2 separate regions of the Hordeum vulgare genome follow, and region 2 is linked to region 1. Evidence: chromatin contacts called from public Hi-C data. All regions are on one chromosome and are shown on one strand. The core of a region is the stretch at or near the end of the contact, and the rest is flanking DNA. Distances in the headings are between cores, read along the strand shown.

Evidence for each region. A called contact is a pair of places that touch in the nucleus more often than the background predicts.
Region 2: a contact with region 1 is called in a Hi-C map of leaf, with 3 times the contacts expected there. The contact joins two enhancer-like sites. A contact is called at or near these places in 3 of 6 Hi-C or Micro-C datasets (leaf and seedling).

Annotation. Positions count from the first base shown.
Region 1 is chr7H:152,977,494-152,982,344 of MorexV3_pseudomolecules_assembly, reverse strand. LOC123412491 (ubiquitin-like-specific protease 1D) reads right to left here. Exons shown (of 14, transcript XM_045105437.1): 13 at 3,976-4,083; 14 at 2,878-3,858. The coding sequence ends at 3,172. Among protein-coding and RNA genes, the nearest start is that of LOC123412492, 20 kb to the right of the region's middle. Within about 2 kb of position 2,329, at least 2 of the 3 cell types and tissues checked have open chromatin away from gene starts, as enhancers often do. A contact at or near this core is called in leaf, where this site is marked.
Region 2 is chr7H:153,764,178-153,769,028 of MorexV3_pseudomolecules_assembly, reverse strand. LOC123407201 (serine/threonine-protein kinase BLUS1) reads right to left here. Exons shown (of 21, transcript XM_045100281.1): 15 at 4,727-4,809; 16 at 3,467-3,592; 17 at 3,353-3,395; 18 at 3,219-3,253; 19 at 3,040-3,101; 20 at 2,919-2,970; 21 at 2,503-2,793. The coding sequence ends at 2,722. Among protein-coding and RNA genes, the nearest start is that of LOC123411531, 5.6 kb to the left of the region's middle. Within about 2 kb of position 2,123, at least 1 of the 3 cell types and tissues checked has open chromatin away from gene starts, as enhancers often do. A contact at or near this core is called in leaf, where this site is marked.

The DNA of each region.
Region 1 (4,851 bases), core at 1,080-3,579:
TCGAGCGAGAAGGGGTCGGTGCAGCAGGTGGCGTAGAAAGAGTCCGAGCAGCGAGCACCGAGGGAACCTCCAGCAAACCAACACCACATAAGCGAGTCTCCTCGGCACAAATCTCAGAAAGCGCCTCCATGCGAGAATACGACCACGAGCAAACAACTGAGCACGCCGAGGCTCAAACTCCTTACGGAGCCTAGACAGGAACTCGTAGACGCGATGAAACTCCAAATCGGCCTGGACAGCCTGGCAACAGGGGCAACTACGACAACCAGCACTGTGGAGAGAATCAAGTTGGCGCCAGATAGCAGAACTCTGTGCATAGAAGTCATTAACAGTAGAGTCACCATGTTGAAGAGCATGCTCCTGACGAACCACGGAGAGGTATAAGGCATCACCAGAGGGCTCATAGTGCTGACGAAGGCGAGTCCACATCTCAAAGACAGTAGGAAGGCCCAGAAACTCAGAGGCAAACTGAGGCAAAACACTGGCAGTGAGAACAGCTGCAGAACGGTCATCATCATCAAGCCACTCGGTGTAAACAGACAAAGCACCATGATACACCTGAAGAGCCACCTCATAAGTCAAAACATTCTCATCATAAGCACGAATAGCAGCCTCATTAGCAACCTTAGCCGCGTCCTTCGCAGCCTGAGGAGCATCCGCGGGAAGAACCGGTGGAGTCGGAGGAGTGGGAGCCACAGGAGGAACCGTACGTGGCGGACAACAGACCTCGCCAAAGAGAACTCCCTAGAAACGGATGCCACGCATGTGAATGCGCATGAAGCCAGTGAACTCGGCGTAGTTAGTACCATCAAAGATCACCGAACAGCGAGGGACAGCAACATAGCCAGATGCAGTGGACATTTTTTTTTATTTTTTTAGGAAAGGAAATCAGTCAACGGGATCGAGCCGATCTGGAATCGTTCTCGAGGGCAAAAACCGCGTCGGCCGGGGCAGTGGGAACCGAGAGATCCGATCCAGGCGGTAGGTCGGGGCGGCTGGTCCCGTGGTGGCCGAGAGATCCGATCCAGGCGGTAGGTCGGGGCGGACTGGTGGCGCGTCCCTCGGACATCACGGCACGGCGCGGCGCGGATCCTGGCGGCGCGTTGCATGGCGCCGGGGAGGAGCGAGATTGGCGCCTGAAGACCTGGAACCACCGCGAGAGCAGAGTCGGATCGAGGTTGGGCGAGATCCAGGGAGCGGATTGGTGCCTGAAGACCTGGAACCGCCGCGAGAGCAGAGTCGGTTCTGGACGAGATCGAGGCTGGGACGGGGCTCCCTCCAGCGGTAGAAGAGGGGGTCCTTCTGTCACCATGACGAGACGCAGTTGGAGCGGGATTCGGAGAAGAGACAGCCACGAGTCTTCGACGGAGACAGGAGCGACGGCGGCTGGGAATTAGATCGGGAGGAGCACGAGTTGCGCGTGCTAAGAAAACCTAGGCTCTAATACCATGTTAAGCTTCATGCACTAGCCAACGCAACCAAAAGTCCGAACCGATGGAATGGACTGGTGCAATCCACATATACTGTAACACCCCCTCTCACGTGTGTTAGGAAAGCAACTTGTATTCCCATGAGGCCATAAACCGGTATATATACATGTACGGATGGTGGACTATATGCAGGAAACCCCTTATATATTTGGTTAAATACAAAAGGGTACATGACTTATATTATAACTCTAACATCTCTCACCGAGCTCTTTAGTTATGCACTTTACTTTGTGATAGCCATATTATTTCTTGTTGTATATCTTCCTATAACCTAATTGTTTATCTTGCTTAGCATAAGTTGTTGGTGCACATAGGTGAACCTGGTTGTTTTAGGTTTTGTGCTTGACAAATTAAATGTTAGTTTTATTCCGCTTTTGTTCAAGTCTAAACCGTAATTATTTTAAAGCGCCTATTCACCCCCCCCCCCCCCCTCTAGGCGACATCCACCTCCTTCCACCTGTCTCTCTCCAAAACACGGATATCAAGACTCTCTGGCGCAGGCTCACCTCGCGGCTGCAGCTGCAGATCTGTGAGACCATCGACGAGGACCAGTCCAGGTTTATCCCCGCGCACAGCATTGGTGAAAATTTCGTCCACGCCTCGAAAATGGTGTAGTGATGTTTTAAGCGGGCTGCCCCCACGCTTGTCTTCAAGTGTAACTTCGACAAAGCCTTTGACTGCATCAACTCGGCGAGTATGTGGACGATCATGCTCGCGCGGTGGTTTCCCACGCTGTGGTGTGACTGGATGGATAAAAATCTCCGGTCCTCTCACTCTACTGTGCTCCTTAACGACGTCCCGAGGAAGTGGTTCCCCCTATGTTGTGGGCTCCGGCAGGGGGATCCGATCTCCTCCTACCCCTATGCTTGGTTGTGGGCTCCGGCAGACTGAAACGCCATGGTCTTCAGGCTGGAGTCCCCTTCTTTGCTGCGACGTTGAAGGCACGCTCGTTTTTCATGAATGAAGCTGCTCAAAACGTCCTCGCTTTTCTATATCCCTGCAGATTACAAACCACAAATTTGTGTGCGTGTGTCCACTGATTAAAATCCCCAAATCCAGTTAACCTCGACTTATCTCGCCGTATCAGTCGGCACACGGATGGCTGGGCAGCCGCAAATTGCCGGCGCGTTCCTGGTCATGTCCGATCGAACTGGTTGAGGAAGGACGAGGAGGCCTAAGTCGCAAGTAGGCGAATGTGTTGTTGTGTAACTAAACAACCGTGTAGATCAACTCTTAACGCTTCAGGGCGAGATCTGGTACTTATAATCTACAAACCTGCTCATCTCCACACCTGCTTGCGCCCTTTGGCACAACACGTAAAATCCATAAGTGTTTGCAGAACTAAAGAACACGGAACATGGCAACTCGCCAACTGGCTTGAAAAACATGGTCTAATCAGAGCCTTAGATTGTGCTCTCCCAGCCTGGCTAAAAAAACTAAACAACAAATTAAGCCGACCCTGAGCGACTCATATCGTCATACACCCACCAGTTTTCCTACTGATATTTTATATACACGGAAGCTCCCGTGGATACATTAACTGTAACGTTCAGCTATGCAACACCACCCCTTCCTCAAAGTTGCCTACAGATGCAGGCTACAACACCTTCCCGGTTATAATACACAATTCCGAGCCGGTTTCTACGGGCAACGTAAGTCGCTCCAAAGGTGGTAACATCAATCAGCTGCATTCCAAAGGGTGCTCAAAACTTGTTGGTCGGTTCGAAGTGCCTTCCAAAGGTTTCTGCGCGGCCGAACTGCCGACCATATGATGTTCTTGTGTTGGTTCCATCTCAGCCAAACTGCCCGCCAAAGGATGTTCCTGCGTTGTTTCCATCTCAGCCGAACTGCCCACCAAAGGATGTTCTTGCGCTGGTGCCATCTCACCAGAACAGCCCACCAAAGGATGTTCTTGCACTGGTTCCATCTCAGCCGAACTGCCCACCAAAGGATGTTCTTGCACTGGTGTCATCTCAGACGAACTGCCCACCGAAGGATGTTCTTGCACTGGTGTCATCTCAGCCGAACTGCCCACCAAAGGATGTTCTTGCGTTGGTGACATCTCAGCAGAACTGACTTCCAAAGGGTGTTCAGACGTTGGTGTCATCTCAGCAGAACCGACTTCCAAAGGGCGTTCAGACGTTGGTGCCACCTCAGCTGAACCTGAACCGACTTCCAAAGGGTGTTCTGACGTTGCCGGCTCCATTACATTGTTTGCAGATTTAGCTTCCAAAAGCAACTGACACGCTGTCTGCTCCGATGTACTGTTGTTACTGGGATTCGCTTCCTCAAACAACTGATGAAGCAGGGTCTTCATTTTCTTTCGTAATGCAGAAGCCTCTTCAGGTTGAAACCATGTTTTGCCAAACTAACAGAAAAAAAAATAGAGAAGAAATGAGCAAGAAACATCTGCGTGCAGTTCAGTATTCTACAGTCAAAAACACATAACGTAAAGTGGTCAACACACTAACAGATAGTGGCTCACCATAGAAAGGTTTTTCTTGCGAAGCCTTTCAGGTGCCTCCTCAATGAACCGTTGCATATAGTACAGAACAAAGAGGCCACAGTCAAATTCATTTTCCTGCTGCGGAACCTGGAAAAAAATGAAGAGAGTAAGAGCTATAAGATCACAGCATGGAGAGACAAATACACCATCTATAGTGCACATGTTATAACAGCATATGTAAGCAACAATGGGCATTCACTTATAAGAAATCTGGATGCCCACCCAAAATTTCATTTTGACAATATCCTGAACTCATAAATCACTGCATGCATGCATTTAGCAATTTACAGCCTGTACTTGTAACTTGATGCAACATCACACCTGTTGTCTTAGGCCACGCACAATGGGATGATGTCAGCATGCTGAGTTGGAAGAGAGAAAAATGAAAGAAAGAGTGTGCCTTCTTTTATCTAAAGAGAGATGATATTTTCATGCCTATGATGCTTTTCTTCATTGTATCTAGATGTCATCTATTAGTCACATGTTTTCTTATGAATATTAATCACCCCATAATTATAGAGGCATGCAAATATTAATTGCTAGAGATAAATTCTACAGCATGCTTTTATTCAAATATCTATTTCTGAGCCGAGAACCATGAGTTGATCGCAAGATCTTATGGGTTTCACCTCTAGCCTACACCAACTTGTTTGGGACTAAAGACTTTGTTGTTGTTGTTGTTGTTGTATCCATTTCTGAGCCCAATCTCATCTGCACCCGGTGGAGAGAAAATTCACAAAAAAAACTTAAAAAGTTCAAAAATGTACAGGGTTCTTTTTTTTTGCATGGAAGATAACTTGGTGCGTGAGGTGCGCTCCAAATTTCAGATCATTTGGACATATGAGTAGCTCTCAG
Region 2 (4,851 bases), core at 874-3,373, 790 kb before region 1:
TAAATTTTGTTTTTCAGTTTTTGAAATAGGGGCTTAAGCCTGTTGAAGCACCCCCTTAGATTCGCCACTGCTCATCCCTATGAACGCACACGTACAGCGTATCTCTATGAGCACCTTTTAAAGACTGAGCCGACATATCATCTTGAGACTTACGAAATCACCATAGACGTCTCGTCATCGAAGGAAACGTCTTCTTTCACTCCAAGAATAATGCAGGTACCAGAACTTAAACTCTGATGGACTGGGAATGTCACTGTCCCTCTAACCATCCAACCACAGGTTGGTTTGCACTATTACCATTTCTTAGAGCATCTTCAATGTCAACCCTAAAATAAGGCATCAAAAAATGTAAGAATATTTAGGCACCAAAAATGTTTATTTTAACGAAATTTTGATGTCTCCAACAGCTGCCCTGTAATAAGGCAGCCGTATATGCACTTTTCATCTACATGCATGCAAATAATATCAAATGTAAGTTCATCACACAAATACAACAAGCATAGAGATAAAAGTAGGGTTGTTGTTGCCCATGACATGCACATCACTCCTTTATGAGATATTTTTGACAATGATCTTGTGAATCCGCATTTCTAATGTCATGTTACACCTCAAGAAAGTGGTTGACTCGATCTTGCCTTCTAGCCGGTCGCACCCGTATTCCCGTGGGATCATATATGGTGTCATTCAAATCTTGCCCACGTTTTGTTCTCAACTATCATGGCGTGCGTGATTGTGCAGGCTGTGATGATATACCAAAGGATCTTTTGATCCCAAAACTTTATTGGTCATCGCATAATAGCAAATTGAGACTGCAAAATCTCAAATGCCCTTTTCATATCTTTCCTAGACACCACTTGAGCATTGTAAAAATAAAGTTCTTTCTTACCTATGGTTTTTCAATTGGCTTCAGGAAAGTAGCCCACCATGGAATATCTCATCCGCAGGGTAGTACCAAAAGTTGTGGGTGTGGCCATTTGCTTGGAAGGTCACCGGCGGTCTCCATTTGCTAACTCTGCAAACAGAGGCGAACGATGGAGCCCATTAAAATCATTGTGATATCCAAATATCCCAAAATATGTGTGCCATATCCATGTCTACTAATTGGCCACAACCTCAAGAATGATGGTGGCATCCTTCTTGTGTCCTTTGAACTGTCCATGCCAGAATGTAGGGCAGTTCTTCACTTTCAAGACATGCAACCGATGGAGCCAAGCATGCCTGGAAACCCACGGGGTTTGTTTATCTATAAAAGCCTCGTCATGCGTTGAGCATTGGGTGCTCTCAAATAATCCCTTTGGTCCTTTTTACTCCGCATATAAGATTTGTATGAAGTCAAACTTCATAAAGTTTGACCAATCTTATAGAAAAAAATATGAACACTCACAAATACGAAATCAATACCATTAGATGCATCATGAATTTAACTTTCATATTGCATAACTTTAGTATTGTAGATGTTTTTATTTTTTCATATATAGTCAAAATTTATGAAGTTTGTCTTCAGAAAAATTTTATATGCAGAGTAAGAAGGACCGAAGGGAGTACTCTAGAGTCTAGACCAAACACTTCGACTGTCGCCTTTGCAAATTGTTTGACATAGAAGATTGAAGTGCTTTCTCCCATGACCGAATTGTCATCAATGAAATCTGCCGAAACACCGTAGCAACCTTTTGCTCAATGCTATGTCCAAGCATTCCGGTGCAATTCCTCCTTTGCTCAATGGTTTGTCCAAGCATTCCGATGCAATTCCTTCCAGCAATTCCTCCTTTGCTCAATGGTTTGTCCAAGCATTCCGATGCAATTCCTCCGTTGCTGGAAGGATCGACCATGTTGCTTCACAGGATTGCAAATGTGAAGAAACAAGTCCATACACATCCTAAACCGGCATCAAATGTACCTCTTTAGGTAACAAAGATTCGGCCGAAAATAGTTGCACATCAATCGGTCATGTGCCTCTTCCTGTTCTCTCCATAAAAAACACATGGCCGGAAACGGAACTGCCATGCTTCAGCCTCAGTATCTTACGCATTGTCAAGATCAACGCGACATCTTCCTCCCCCTCCATGTCGTACCGCTCATCTGACACTACCATCGCAAAAAATGGAGTGATATCAACTCTACATATCAAGCACAGCCACTTGCCGATGGGAGGTCTGATCAGGACATGAATGAATCTAGACTATTCGTGGGTCACACACGAGTCAAATCCGTTTTGCCGCAGCCGCCTAAGTGATGTATATTTGCAGAACTTAATGCTTCTTTTGGGCTGCCCAAAAAAATTGCCAAAAATTTCATTATAGGGCAGCTGTTGGAGGCTGTTTTTTTGCCCCTAAATCCTATAAAAAAATGGTGCCCTATTTTAGGGCTGCTACCTGCTATTGGTGATGCTCTTAACATACTGTTGCAACACCAAGAAAAAGAAACGTTCAACCATTCCCACGCTAAAAAGAATGGAAAGGGGATAAACAAGTTCACAAAGGGTTGCTATCGAGACACTAGTAGTAGTCAAGTGAGGGAAACTAATCCTCACCGATAACACAAAGCATGCTGTACAAATCAAAAATGTATACTATAATGTGAATGAACTCGCTAATATACTTACAATTACAATTGATACACCTACCTGATTCCGAAACGTAATACAATTAATTTCGCTAACCAGGTTCAAAATTGGGGAGCTGAATTATACAACGGGGACTACAGGGAATAAATATATCATTATCATTGCTTCGTACTATGCTCTCTTCGCAACCTTTCGTCTTTTTTCGACAACCCATTGATCTGATGCTCAAGCTGTCATGCAAACGAACGAAATCAAGACTCGCAAAAAGAATTAAACAACTCATTTTCAAACATCCGCGGAAGATTGTCTTTGTTTAAACTATGCAAACCCTCAAACAAATGTCAAGACAATTTACCTGATTATTTCTCAGCTTTAATCTCTGCACTTCCTCAGCGAGTTCTGTGACACTGCAAATTTTCACAAATTCAGTCAAGTGTCCTTGAATACGGAGGACCACTCAGAGAACGGTAGTATACCTTCGCTGTAGTTGGACGACATATGACTCCAATCCCTTTTCTCTAGCAAGCGATCCAGATGACTGAACATATATAAGCACTTTGTTAAAACAATCACAAAACAGTAATTGACCTTCAAAGTTCACATGTCTTGAGGTAAAATGTCAAAAAACATATGGAAGACACTCCATCGGACACACCTGAGATGAACCAACTGTACTTGCATCGGAAGCATCTGTCAGGAAACATTTCCATTGTGAAACCAATAATATCAGTATGCAGGTCAAATTATGTCAATGAAGTTTAACATAAACAATTCTCATGATACACGTACCAGATGTTTCCTCAATTGAAGAAATCAATCTACTTAGCACTTCCTGTAAATTCAACAGATTGTAAATATGCTAACCATTTTTTGTGTTTTGAAACAATAGATGCAAAAACATACCTTCTGCATACTATTTTGCTGCATCAAGAATTGTAGTGTCGGGAGAATTGTGGATGAGTTGGAAGCTGGCCGTGTTACTCCACTTGGTAAATTTGCCCTGCTGTTGCTGCTAGCTGATGAAGCTGCCTAAGAGTAGGCAAGTAGAGTAAAAATTATTTGTGCCCCAATCAAAAGCTCAAAAGGTAATATTAATAGGGGCACAGTTGTACGAAACAAATGACTGGTGTATTTTCTGGAAATCCAAACCATAATTTTCCCTTTGTAGCAACCCCTGCCTAGCAAACCTTTAGGGGAGAGCTGAGACCATGGTTGAACTATATTTGAAGGAACGATGAGAATAACATGAGACATGCATTAAATGTTCTAGGTTACTTCAGAATTAAGTCTTCAGGATCCTAATTCTGTGCAAAATTAAGCCAACACAATTTCATCCACCAATGCATTGTTGCCATCTGGAGGTACCATAAATCAACTGACCAAACAAGTTCTTCTCCATGATAAACATGAGGGCCCAGATTTCTACTAGTAGAGGCATAAACATTGTACTCCCTCCGTTTTTATTTACTACCATATTAAATTTGACTGAAGTCAAACTTTATAAAGTTTGACCAAGTTTGTAGAAAACAATATGAACATTTACAATAATAACAAATATATATGATGTGAAAATATATTCAATGATGAATCCAATGGTATTGATTTGGTGGCGCATATGTTAATATACTTCTCAACGAACCTGTTGAAAGTTTATAGAGTTTGACTTTAGAAAAATCTAATATGCGGGGTGAATCACTCCATTCCTAAAGACTCCCTCCGTACGGAATTACTTGTCATAGAAATGGATGTATCTAGACGTATTTTAGTTCTAGATACATCCATTTCTTTTCATTTTAGCGACAAGTAATTCTGGACGGAGGGAGTACAAGTCTTTTAAGAGATTCCACTACGAACGACTAGATACGGAGCAAAATGAGTGAATCCACACTCTAAAGTATGTCTATATACATCCGTATGTAGTTCATAGTGGAATCTCTTAAAAGACTTATATTTAGGAACAGAGGGAGTACATAATACACTTGAACATGTTTGTCCTTGTATCATGATTCATGAGCGTTTGCATTTTAACTAATATACTACTAAGTAAATTCTACTAAGACATTTCATAGGTTCATTTTGACTCATGATTAAGACAAATATCAAATACAATTAACTATTAACAGTGCTAGTTCCGAGTAACCTCTCCGCTAAATAACTCGGTACCTTTTGACCAGGACTATCTGATGTAACCTGAAAACGCCCCCTTCGCTGGACAACATTTCCTTCCGATGCCTCGTCAGGTGCAACTGTTCAAACATGGCATGTGAAGTTAAATGCAAGGAAGTATG